2 separate regions of the Mus musculus genome follow, and region 1 is linked to region 2. Evidence: chromatin contacts called from public promoter capture Hi-C data. All regions are on one chromosome and are shown on one strand. The core of a region is the stretch at or near the end of the contact, and the rest is flanking DNA. Distances in the headings are between cores, read along the strand shown.

Region 1 (6,158 bases), core at 82-2,581, 540 kb before region 2:
TCATTAAGTGCCTTGGCTTTGAACATAAAATAACAACAAACAAAACAAACCATGCTTCCCAGTTCTGCCCCCACCTCCCAGACTGTGCACCTTTGGGCATCCTTGACCTGTCCTTTGGCAGAAGAAACTGCTGGTACAGAGAAATGTAAAACCATCACATCTCAGATTTAGGAGTTATTTTTTTCAAAATGTTAAACACACCACAATGATTTTAGATAATAAACACCTCATAGGAAGGGAAATCCTGGATCCCCACAGGTTTCTGTTTCTATGCCCAAATGTTTACACAAAATTTGTCAGATGTAGCTCTGGCTCTTTCCCAATTTCACCTAGAACAAGTGCATTGTCTTTATTCAATGACTTGCACTGTCCGGCTGCTTTGCTATCCATGAGGTACTAAAGTCAGCCTTCAGTGCTTTCCAATCCATGCTATGTACCACTCAAAACGTGCAACCCTATGCATCTGTTTCGTGTGTCTAATAGTGCCAATTTTAGGATTAGCACCTCACATTTTATCATATTTTAGTAGACATAATCTAGTGTTTTTATTCTTGAAAACAATCCTTTACATTAATTAATAAAATCACAATCAGTAACAAATTCAGAATCAAAACTTTGATGTATATGAGGAAGTAATGATGCTTTGCACAGCAACATCAAATAAATGCTAAATAAACAGGCAAAGTTCTCATTACTGACCAGTTGCCTACACACAGTTGTGTGTGGCGGCACAGCTGTCTCTGACTCTGGTTCTCTCCTTATTTTCCCACCTGCCAGGGGCAGCCTGTGTTTAAGTCTCTTCAGTGTGAAGAAGCAGCTGAATGCACCCATATGAGAAGTCCTGGAGTCCTAAGCTTTTTTCAAGTTTTGTCATGATACTGACAATCATGCCCTTGTTAGGTGGAAGGACCATGTTCCCTGGGGAATCGGTTTCTGAGCTCATCTTGGCTCCCTTCTGTTCTCTGTGCTATTCTCAGCCCTTAGGCTGCCTAATCAGTGAATGACCTGAGAGTTCTGCTCCTTATGTCAGTGATCACCAAGATTATGCAGCTAAAATGGCCAGGACAGAGGTAAGCCAGATGCCCTGTGCCTTTGCCCATTTAATTCTAAAGAGCCCCCGTGTCTCCATTGCTTTCATGAGCATCAGCAAGTTCTTGTAACTCAGTCCCAGAAACAGAGTGCTACACAGAGGGAAGTCCCTTCAGGGTTGCCTACCTGAGCCTGTGTGCCTTGTCACCCAGTCACTTCCAGCCGAGCTCTCAGGAACCCGAAGAGCCTTAACTCTGGGTTCTCTCAGGCTGATCCTTGGTTCCTTCTTGTGAACTTGTAACTGTCTCCAGCCCTTCCTTCTTCTGTGTTCACTGCACAGGAAGTGGTGCTTAACAGGTTGAGGACTGTTATTGTGCCTGTACTTCCTATATCAGAAAGTCCCAGTAACTTCAGAAAAATTACTAATTGAACCAGTTTTGATAGAGTGAGGGGTGAGGTAGTGAGTTGCAACACCCACTAGCTGCATGCAATGCCCAAGTTCACTTTCTTGAACTTTAGTTGTTTATGAGTTAAACAAAGAACAGCAACATGCTGGGAAAACCTATTAAGATGAGAGAAAGTTTTTGGAGGGGAAACTAGGAAAGGGGATAACATTTGAAAAACAAATAAAGAAAATATCTAATCAAAAAAGGGAAAAAAGATGAAAGTTTTTCTTAAAGACCTGTCTTCCTTCTAACTACTATTTAATGAACTTTCTTGATTACTAATGATATTGCAAGTCATAGTAGTATTGATGAATAAAACATTTCACAATGCAGAGTAAAGTATGATAATAGTAATCATGACCTTGGATTTTGATATATTACTTTATTATAGGCTAATACATTACTGAGCACACTGTAATGTATAATCAATTGTAACAATTGATCATTTTACAGTATTTTTGGTACTTTGTTATTCATACTTTTTCCCCCAGTAACTCTTCAGCCTCTGGGGAAAAAAACCCCTGCACACAGGATTTCAGCACTCGCTGGTTAATTGATACTCCCTTTAGAGCCTTCCTCATCTCTTCTAACCTTCTTCTAGACCACTGGACTTCTCTAACAGGAGATGTGTCCAGGGAGTTACTGGACACTTCTAGAAAAGTAATAGATCAGGAGAGGAGCAAGCAGAGAAGTTTCAACACACCAGGAATGACTTCAACAATCCTGCACTCCAGACACAGTCATGAAGACATGTGTCCCTGTGGCTTTCAGGCCCTTGGGTAGGCACAATTCAGAAGCTGACTTTGACATAATTAACTTCACAGGGGAACTAGAGCCAGCTGCAGCAACTGGACAGCTACACGCTGACAACTTCCTTCCTTCTTTCCTTGGAGTCAGCCAAAAAGAACCTAGGGAGACAGTGTGAGCCACTGTCACATCAGAGGGTTGTGGTGTGGTAATTCCCTGCAGGTTTCACAGCAGGCAGGAAAAACAAAACAACAACAGCAACAACAAAACAATTTAGGAAGAGATGAATAAAACTCAGCTCAGCCCCATTTTGTTGTAACTGGTGCTGGTCTAGCCTAGATTGTTTTACTTTAGCCATAGTGAAGCACAGCACAATTTTGGAACAAAAGGTTTTCAGATAGCAATGAACTCAGGCCCAAGCTCACAACAATGTAATGTTACATTGAGGTCCTTTACAAAGCACACCTGGCTTTTTTTTTTTTTTCCACAAGAACGGGTACTGTTGACTAAGAGATAGTGCCCAAGACTTAGGCTCTAGGGAGCTTGACTGAGGGATAAGTGATGCCTGTGGGTTTCAGCATTGCCTCGCCCTAAGATAACATCAGCCTCCTGTGGTAAAGGCTGTGGTAAGGTACAGGTAACGTCCCTCATGAGGGCGGGGTTTATGGTCTAAAAGCAGTGCTCACAGTTTAAGGTAAGAGTCTGCAATGATAAGTAAAAACAAATTCTGGGAGATATGGGCAGAGCCTGTTTCATCAAAGAGCAAAGGTTGTAAACCCACATCATTCCTGGCATTCCCTGAAGAACTGCTATTCATCCCATTCCAAAGAAGACATAAGCCACCTGTTTAATAATCCTGGCTCTCCAGTGCTTCTCAGAGTGTACAAGGCCCCTTTGTTCTTTACTGTTGTGAGTTCTACAGTTCCCGTGTGAACTGTTGGCTGAAGACATAAGCTAAGACATATTATTCTATCATCTGGAAGTCACCTTTTTCAGCAAGGCCAGAACATCACAGAAAGAAAGCCCTACTTCAATTCTGGAGAAGACCAAGAGACTGTCTTCTCTAAGAAATCTGTCCCAAACAACTGGAGAAGGGGTTATGCCAAAAGCTGTTGCCTGTACCTGGAATAAGTTCTTCTAGGTGGGTTGTCTTGTGTGGCCTCAGTAGGTAAGGAAGCTTCATAGGGACTTAAAGTGCCAGGGTGGGAGGATACACTCAGAGGAGAAGGGGAGGGGAAATGGAGAAAGGGATGTAGGAGGGGAGGGTGCCAAGGAGGAGGGCTTTGAGCAGGATGTAAAATGGATAACTTAAAAAACAAATCTAGTGTTTCTTCTCCTTTTCCAGGATGCCTACTGTCACTGTTCCCTTCACATTGTGCCCTGTGCCCTCATCACTGTCCCAGAACCTAGTGAATTAGTGAGGTACAGCTGCTCTTCTGAGCTTTGGCCATGGTGAAGGGTAGCCTCTTGAGGGCAAGCATACCCACTTTTGTCTGCAGGAGAATTTGCTAATAAATTAGTTGAATCTGTCAACCTGACATCCCCTCACCAGTCTGATCTTCATTTCATGCTCGTACAATTTGAAGTGTGTGTAAAGACATTTAATAGGGTCCATGAGACAGTGCTTGTAAGACTATCACAAAGTCCTACACAGTGGACATAAGAGTGTTGGTTTCGCCAAGTTCCCCCTTACCTTCCCCAGCCATCCACCCTCAGGATCAATCAGTCTCTCCTCTTCTCCCAAACCTAGGGCTTTTGCGCTTTATTTGAAATCGGGACATCTGCAGCCTGAGCAAAATGTTGCTCTTCCCCGTCTGACCTTATTTCCATTCTGCTGTTACATTCTTGGTGGTCTCCAGAGTCTGAGCCCTGCTCCTTAACCTGAAGATGAAAACTAACTAACAATAATACACTATGATTAGTCATCTAGGACCTTATATTTTAATCTCTCAACACTTTTGCAAATGTTCTGGTCCTCAGCCCACACCCTCTGGGAAATGCCTGCTCAGTTTGCATTCATTTAGACTTGCCATTTTCTCTTCTCTTTCCCAAGCCAACGTGGTTAATTATTTTCTCCTTGTTTAACTTTTCTCTACTATCGGCTCCTGCTGCCTGATGTAATATGCTTTTCTGACTAATTGTTAGGCTTTCTACTTTGATCCTTACTTTCCCCTTTTAAGTGTAGGCATGTGGAGTTTGACTGCCTTAGTTCTATCGCAAAATAATTCTTCTGGTATCTTTACCTTCCTAATTTAATCACTCTTATAATCATCTCTGAACAAAAGTCTAAAACTAACATTCAACATTACATCTGTTTCTTCTAACTCTTCTACCACCAGACTTCTACATTACTGCTTCCCTCCCTCACAATGTTATTCATTCACTTTTATTAAAGACTCAAGCACTCAATATATCAAACTGCTGTTTGTTTAACTATCCTTTAAGGTGTTAACAGTTTGAACCAATTTCTCCTTTGGTCCTTTGATGTAGGATCTCCTGAAGCCCAGGCTAGCCTCTAACTCACTATGTAACAGAGGCTGGCCTTGTGCTGAGATTCTAGGCATACATGGCAATCTCTACCAATTTTTGGTAGATATTTACCTACATGTGTTATACACGATCATTTCTTGTCATTCCCATCGATTACCTTCCAGCCCAAGTCTTCAGTTTATTCTTCATTCATCACATGTGTCTTACTAAAGGATGCTCACAGTGTCCCTGATTTTACCTATCCATCTCACTAGACTGAATGATTTAATAATGTTCTCTATTACCTACTACTCACCAGTAGGTAAACACCACTGAGCAATACCTGTGCTAGTGAATGCACTCATAAATCAGATGATATCCATTTTTTCATAAAGCTTTATGTCTTTGAGAAACCTATTATGATTGAGGGTACACATATTCTGCCTAGAAAATTATAGGCCATATAGTATATATAAATTATTATATATAAAATTATACATATAATTAAATCTCTCTCTCTCTATATATATATCAGAAAGACAGATAAGCAGAGAGACAGACACACTCAGAGACACACAGGTAGAGTGAGAGCGAGCGAGCAAGCAAGCGAGGGGGAGAGAGAGAGAGAGGGAGAGAGAGAGAGTTGTACATGGTGACTATATTATCTAAGTTTGGTTCAATTCTTGGTATACTTCCTCCTTTTTATTTTCTTTTAGTTGTGTGTGTGTGTGTGTGTGTGTGTGTGTGTGTGTGTGTAAACATTCAATAAAAGCCCACTTCTATTTCCATGACTTTCCAGAAAGGATGAGTATAAGATTGTGACACAAAACAAGAAAATAGGAGTAGATTCTGGAACTACTTAGAAACATTTTTTGAGACATATCTTCTCTGGCTTGTGTGTGAAACTTCTAAATTAAATCAGTTCACTGTTTATCCTCTAGACTTAGCATCCTCAGTGATTCCCGTCTACTGCAGAACCACAGTCACTCCTGTAGGGAGATATCAGGACTCCAAAAGGACATAAAAGCTGTGATATCTCCTGTCAGCTCTCTGTGTTACATGATCAGAAAACAGTCTCCTAGACTGCCTTGCTATTGGCTAAGCATCTTGTCCTCTAGAGAGAAGGTCAGAATTTTGTTTTCCTCAAGTGTGCTTCCAGAGGAAGAGTGCAGAGGATAAGAAAACTGAATAAACTCTTTACAGATTTAGGAAATGCATACTTAGAGCTACTGTAAAAATAATGCTCTCCTTTCTCCTACGACCTTTTCTATTATTCTATTCTCTTGATAAGGGGAGAAGTAAAAACAAACAAACAAACAAACAAAAATTAAAATGCTTCAAATGGAGAGGGAAAAATGCAGTATTTCACAATACCATCAGCCTTGCTCATAATATCTGTGGCTTATTGGGCAATAGGAAAGATGCAGCTGTGGATGCAGCCTGGCCACTGCTGTGTGTGACCAGATT
Region 2 (6,339 bases), core at 3,543-6,042:
CATAACTGACCCTAGAAAATGTTTGCTAACATGTCAGTTACACGATGCTTTTGTGTGAGAGAGCTGCTGTTCTCTGAATACCCACGGGGTGGCACTATTGCAACGCTCCCCGAAGACCGCAGAGCCACCCAAAATTTGGGATTTTTTTTTTTTTTTTTCTTTGCAGTCTGTGATTTTCCTACCCAATGCCTTTGGCACGGATTTCAACATCCCCAGCCCAGCAGTCTCTCCACCTCCTGCCTATGACAACGTGGCATATATGCCCAAGGAGTCATCAGAATAGATTACAAGTTCTGCAGGTTGAAGTCCAGGCTTCCCACTTTACCCAGAGCCTCTCCACCCTCACTTTGTCCGTTCTAAGGCAGCGGTTTCCCAGCGAGACTCTCCAAGCCATGTGCACTGTGTCACTGAGTGACATGTTCCATCCATTTCCTAGTTCCTCCAATACTGTCTTTCCAAAAAAGGCATAAAGCTGGTGTCCAGGGTGTGCCCATTCTCAGCCCTGTCACCTGACATAGACGTCCCGTACACTCCTCCTCAGTCCTCTGCTCATCGTGGGAAATCTTGGCTTCGCAGAGGTTTCGGAGGTTTGTCTTCAAGATCATTAAGCACGGAGAACTCAGAATGTTCCAGAATAGACTGGCATTTCAGAGGCTCAGAGCAAGGCTTGACCTCCAGGCTCCTAGCTCCGAAGATCAGCTCTGTCCTTTGTCATCTGCTGTTACATCTTTGGGATTTCATTTTCCCACCCGGAAACTAGAGTGTTAAACTACACCACATAAGACTAAGGCGTGATGGCGCACGCCTTTAATCCCAGCATTTGGGAGATTGAGGCCAGCCTGGTCTACAGAGTGAGTTCCAGGACAGGACAGTCAGGGCTACACAGAGAAACCCTGTCTCGAAAACCAAAAAAAAGCACCTCTTGGCTAAGCCCTGCATTTCTCTTCTCCACCCCGGAACCTCCTTCTCCTTATTTGTAACAGAAGATTGGCATTGACTCTGGCTCTGCCCACCTACTAGGACAGGAGGCTGCAGAGGAGACTGAACCACTCCATACTCCCCCAACCCTGCCTGAAAAGCAGGAGTGCCCCTGAGAGTCACCACTTCAGCCCAGTGTTCACAGGCCCTGACATATGGCTTGTATCATCTATACTTTGGAGAAAAATAAACAGCGTGGCTTAGATTTTAAGTTGGTCTCAATGTGGTGGCATTTGCTTTTTAAGTTTGGGATCTTCTGAGGGCTTAATCATGGTTAATCGGAGATTCAGGCAAGTACCCCCATTAAGAGCAGGCAGGATATGGTAACTTCTTACAGTTAGGGACATCTCCATGCCTTGAATTCGATGATGATCACATGGGTAATTGCATATGTGAAAATCAACTTGTGTGGAGACAGGGGAGATGACTCCGTGGTTAGGAACCTGAGTCTCTGTGCTCAGCATGCAAGTGAGAAGCTGGGCACAGTGACACGGGTCTGTAGTCCCAGCACTGGAGAGGCACAGAGTGGAGGAACCCATGGGCCTGCATGGCCAACAAATCTATCTGAATCAGTGAGTCCCAGGTTCCATGAGAGACCTTGGGTTGAAAGTTAGGATGGGCAAGTAAGAGAACAAAGGAAGCCTTCAGAGGCCTGAACTCGGCGTGTGGACGGAGGAGAACGCTAATGAGATTCCACAATACACGGAACTTACATACATGCTTGCCGAGTGCTGACATTAATCACGAGTAGGCTTTAACAAATACTAATGAATTCAAGATGTGCTGACTGTACGCACGTCAAAGTCTTACCAGATTTGCCCAGCCTCCCACCTCAGTCTGGTTCGGATGCCCCTTTCTTTTTTCTTTTTCTTTTCTTTTTTTTTTTTAAGATTTATTTATTATATGTAAATACACTGTAGCTGTCTTCAGACACTCCAGAAGAGGGCGCCAGATCTTGTTACGGATGGTTGTGAGCCACTATGTGGTTGCTGGGAATTGAACTCAGGATCTTCAGAAGAGCAGTCAGTGCTCTTAACCGCTGAGCCATCTCTCCAGCCCCCCAGATGCCCGTTTTCTAACCATCTAGATCGTCATTACATCATTAGCTTCATGCTTTTCCCACTGTTCCTTGATGTCATCTCCCATGATTCCCTTCCAACCTGTTCATATCTTGACTGAGTACTCAGAACCCACAATAACCACAACCAAGTTTATGCTGAGACAGACAGGAATAAGAGATCTCAAAATACCATCTGGGAACAGGCATTTCTGTTTCAGGACAATGAGCAAAGGTTCTGGATAAAAATCTGAGAGAAGAGGGCTGGAGAGATATCTCAGTGGTTAAGAGCACCGATGACTGCTCTTCCGAAGGTCCGAAGTTCAAATCCCAGCAACCACATAGTGGCTCACAACCATCCGTAATGAGATCTGATGCCCTCTTCTGGTGCATCTGAAGACAGTTACAGTGTACTTAGATATAATAATAAATAAATCTTTTTTTAAAAAATCTGAGAGAAAACCTAGTCTAAATAATGGCAGATATTTCTTCAATAATTTCTGTTGGAGAACCCTAGCTTGCCTAACCTCAGAGAGTTCTGTTTTTACATAGGATGAAGCATCGATCTATTATCAAATACCCAAGGATCCTAACTTTAATAAAGGAGAGAGATTTATTTACCTCGCTGTTCTGGAGATTGAAGGTCAAACGTTCACGTACAGTGGTGAGTCTGTCCTCCAGGCAGAGTCTAAAGGTGGCACAAAGCATTGCTCAACAAAAGGCAGGAAAATCATGCATGCGAATCTGATTCTTCTCTGTTTCTGATAAAGTACTAGGATTCATTTATGCCCTCATCCCCATAGCCTTCTAATCCTAATCACACCCCAAGGCTACCTACCCCTCAGTTTTCATCAGGTTGAGTTTCTGACTGATGACAAACAGGGTGGCACTTCAGTGCGAGAACTATAGGGGGCGCTCTCACTACTCCCAGGGGCTCTTACTTAGCTCCCTATTTGGTCATTCCACAGTTGTTGACTATACTTAATAATCAAAGGTGGGTGGGGCAAGGAAACAAATTCTTGGCCTTATTCCCACAATGAGTCAGTTCTGCTCAGAGCAGGTGGGAAGCTTTTTAAAAAGCTCGACTCTTATTTATTTCTTTAAACATCACTAGCTCTGCCTGCTTTTAATCATCACACAAATGAAATTATATAGTATGTGTGTATCTTTGTGTCTGACTCTTTTGACTGAATGAAATGTTAGAGATTTATCTGTAACATCTTATATTTTTATTTTATTATTTTCAATACTATAAACCTTTTGTTTTATTCTATCAGTTTAATTGATTTACCTGTTGATGGATAACCAGGTTAATTCCATTTTGGAGCATCGTCAATAACACTAACTTTAGTGTGTGCACGTGCCTCTGTGTGTGTGCACGTGCCTCTGTGTGTGTACACGTGGTCTCACACACACACACACACACACACACACACACACACACACACACACAGTAAGAAGACTGGAGAGACAGCTCAGCAGTAGTTAAGCGTACTGGCTGCTCTTCCAGAGGACCAAGGTTTGATTCCTCCCGAGCACCCACTTGCCACATGGCAGTTACAATTGTCAGTAGCTCTAGCTCAAAGGGATCTGACACCCTCTTCTGGCCTCTGAGAGTGCCAGGCACGCATGTGGTGCACAGACATGCATACAAACAAAAACAATTATACATATTAAATAATAAAATCGTTTTTTAAAAAAGAAAGAAAAGTAAGATAGAGAATAATACACACAAATAAACCAACATACACATATATACATACAAATTTACCTAACTGCATATGCTGCATACACTTTAATATGTATATTAAATATTAACAATTAAATGTGTATTCTCCGTCTTTAAAAACCAGAGGAAAAAGATAGAAAAAGCACAGTAGTTATCTAGTTCTGCATGAGACAGACTGGACAGCTTGAAGTTACACATTCTCATCTCACCATGTCCATGGTCAAGATCCAAACATGCCTTAGATATAAGTTCTCTGTAAGTCACATGCGCTGCAAGCTTGGTGGTGGCTGGACTTCACTCTCAATCAGGGCTTCCTGTTACTTGTGGTCACGTGACCATACCTTTTAAGACAAACACTACCATGCTTACACAGATGACAATACATCTGTCTGGCTTACCACCAGAGACCAAAGTCAAGCAAGAACTTAGGATGACCATGGCTGGTTTGAGGAGGGACACAAGGCCCAGGGCAGGGTCATTGTAACCACTATTGTGGATACTTTAACTTTCAAAAAATTAAAAGATTCTTTGAGGGGCCAGAAAGGTGTCTCAGAAGCTAAAGTTACTGCACAACCTGACAATATCCGTTCAGACCTCAGCACTGTGGAAAGGTGGAAAGAAGGAATCAATTTCACAAAGTCCTCTGACCTACACACACTCACACAGACACACAGACAGACACACAGACACACATCAATCACACACTCATATCAGCCACCCACATCAACACACACACACACAAATAAAAATTTGAGAATTTTAATAATCAACTCATTCAAATGCTGCCTTCACCAACTTGACAATGAACTGCTCCATGAACTGAAATGTCATCACTGCAACATTAACTGTCTCAGCTGTTAAAGGGAGACATAAGGAAGGAGACTCAGATCTTCACCTGCCCAGGTTTGGAAGCAGATGGTTTTGAAGGATCTAGTCCAGACATGCATCTCTGATTAGCTGGGAGTGTGAGCAAGGGGTGGGTCCCAGAAAGAAAAGAATCCAAAGTCTAAAGCCATAAAGATGTTCTGATTTCCACCTCTGGCTCTGTGCTGAGGCAGCTCTGGATGGTCAGGCACAGCTGAAGCCTACAACAGAGTTCCCGGGGCCAGGTGAGTACCCCCTCTCCACAGCAGAAACAAACAAGGGAGGGTCATCAGGGCCTCAAGTGGGGTTCAGTCTTAACACAAGAGATCAGCCTCTTGTGCTCGTCAGTCAGTAGCTGCAAGCTGGTGGTGAGTGGCTGAAACTTGACCCCCCCAGAAGTGAACAGGAACTGTTTATCAAGCAATGTCCACAACAGCTGGAGAACAAATGTTCCATGCTATGAAGTCCTGGGAAGTGGGGTTACTACGGGCCTCTCTCCAGGAAGGAGTCTGCTACCAGGAGCCCAGCCCACTACCCAGGATCAGTTGGTGATTCTGAGAGCTAAGAGGAATGACACCCCGTCCCTTCTAACCCTGGAACCTTGAGCACACAGAGAGACAGATTTGAAAAAGCAAAGCAAGGAAGACACTTGGGAAATTCCACCCTCTTTTTCCCATATCTTCCCTTTACACCAAGTGCCCAGCCCTGAGACCTCGAGAAAGTTTACTTTGCAAATGCCAGGGCCCCTTCTGACCTAACATAACTGAAAACCCAATCTTCTAAGGGTGGCTGCCAGCAGCCACTCTGTCACACTGACTCCATACCTCTCGGTACCTGCCTTTCTCTGCCTAACATGCCCATACATACATCTACATATATGTACATATATGTGCACATATTATATACACATACACACGTATGTGTAAACACACACTACACTACCCTCTCTGCTCTCTTGACTTCTTCTGCACTGTCTGCTTAGGGTCACATTCCCATCAAGATTTTCTCAACCTTCTAACCCAGACCTCCCATGGACAGATCTTATCCATTCTAGACATTCCCTGGCAACCAGCTCATTGCTCTGCAGACAAAATCCTGAAGGGCAGTCCTGTGTGCTCCCAGATAACTGTCTCCACACACTCTCCTCGACACAACCTTCCCAGCTATCAGGATCCCATAGCTGATTTCCTCCTTGCTCTGAGCAGGAGTCAGATAGAAGCAATGAACTCCCCATCCTGGAGATTAGAATGGGACCTCTCTTAACAGAAAACCAGACAGAGGTCAGGTGAGATTCAGGCTGTAGGGCAGGTATCATTGGCTTTTATTACTAAATTCTAACCTCTGGCCCTGGCCCAATTAATCTTTGCAGCCCACCCTCAGGCAAGCACTAGTGTTCCTGTGTATCCATAGAAACAGACTTAGACACTGAGATGCAGGAGCAGAGCCAGGGCTAGGCCTGGCCTGTCTGCTTGGAAGATTCATGTTCTGGCCCACTAAAAGGTTACAGAATCCTCCTAGCTCTGTCTCTGCCTCCCACAGGCTAAGGAAACGGGAGAGATTTGCAGAAAGTCTGAGGCTGAGTATAAATCACCAAGACCCTACGGTTCCTTAAGACACCAGACAGCTGGGTCTGTGGCTCCTCTAGCTGAGGAGCCTGGGAGAGAAGACCAAAAAATTCTCCCTCTGCCCCTCCCATCCTGCCAGTCTACCT

Evidence for each region. Promoter capture Hi-C pulls out the DNA fragments that hold promoters and counts their contacts.
Region 1: a contact with region 2 is called in a promoter capture Hi-C map of liver. A contact is called at or near these places in 2 of 39 promoter capture datasets (liver and pre-B cells) and 1 of 130 datasets of targeted methods (effector CD8 T cells).

The regions. Positions count from the first base shown.
Region 1 is chr19:11,513,732-11,519,889 of GRCm38.p6, reverse strand. Ms4a6b (membrane-spanning 4-domains, subfamily A, member 6B) reads right to left here and starts at 1,331. Exons shown (of 7, transcript NM_027209.3): 1 at 1,216-1,331.
Region 2 is chr19:10,973,153-10,979,491 of GRCm38.p6, reverse strand. It overlaps Ms4a10 (membrane-spanning 4-domains, subfamily A, member 10), which reads left to right and starts at 4,792. Exons shown (of 9, transcript NM_023529.3): 1 at 4,792-4,873. Ms4a15 (membrane-spanning 4-domains, subfamily A, member 15) reads left to right here. Exons shown (of 7, transcript NM_001034898.2): 7 at 167-1,185. The coding sequence ends at 283.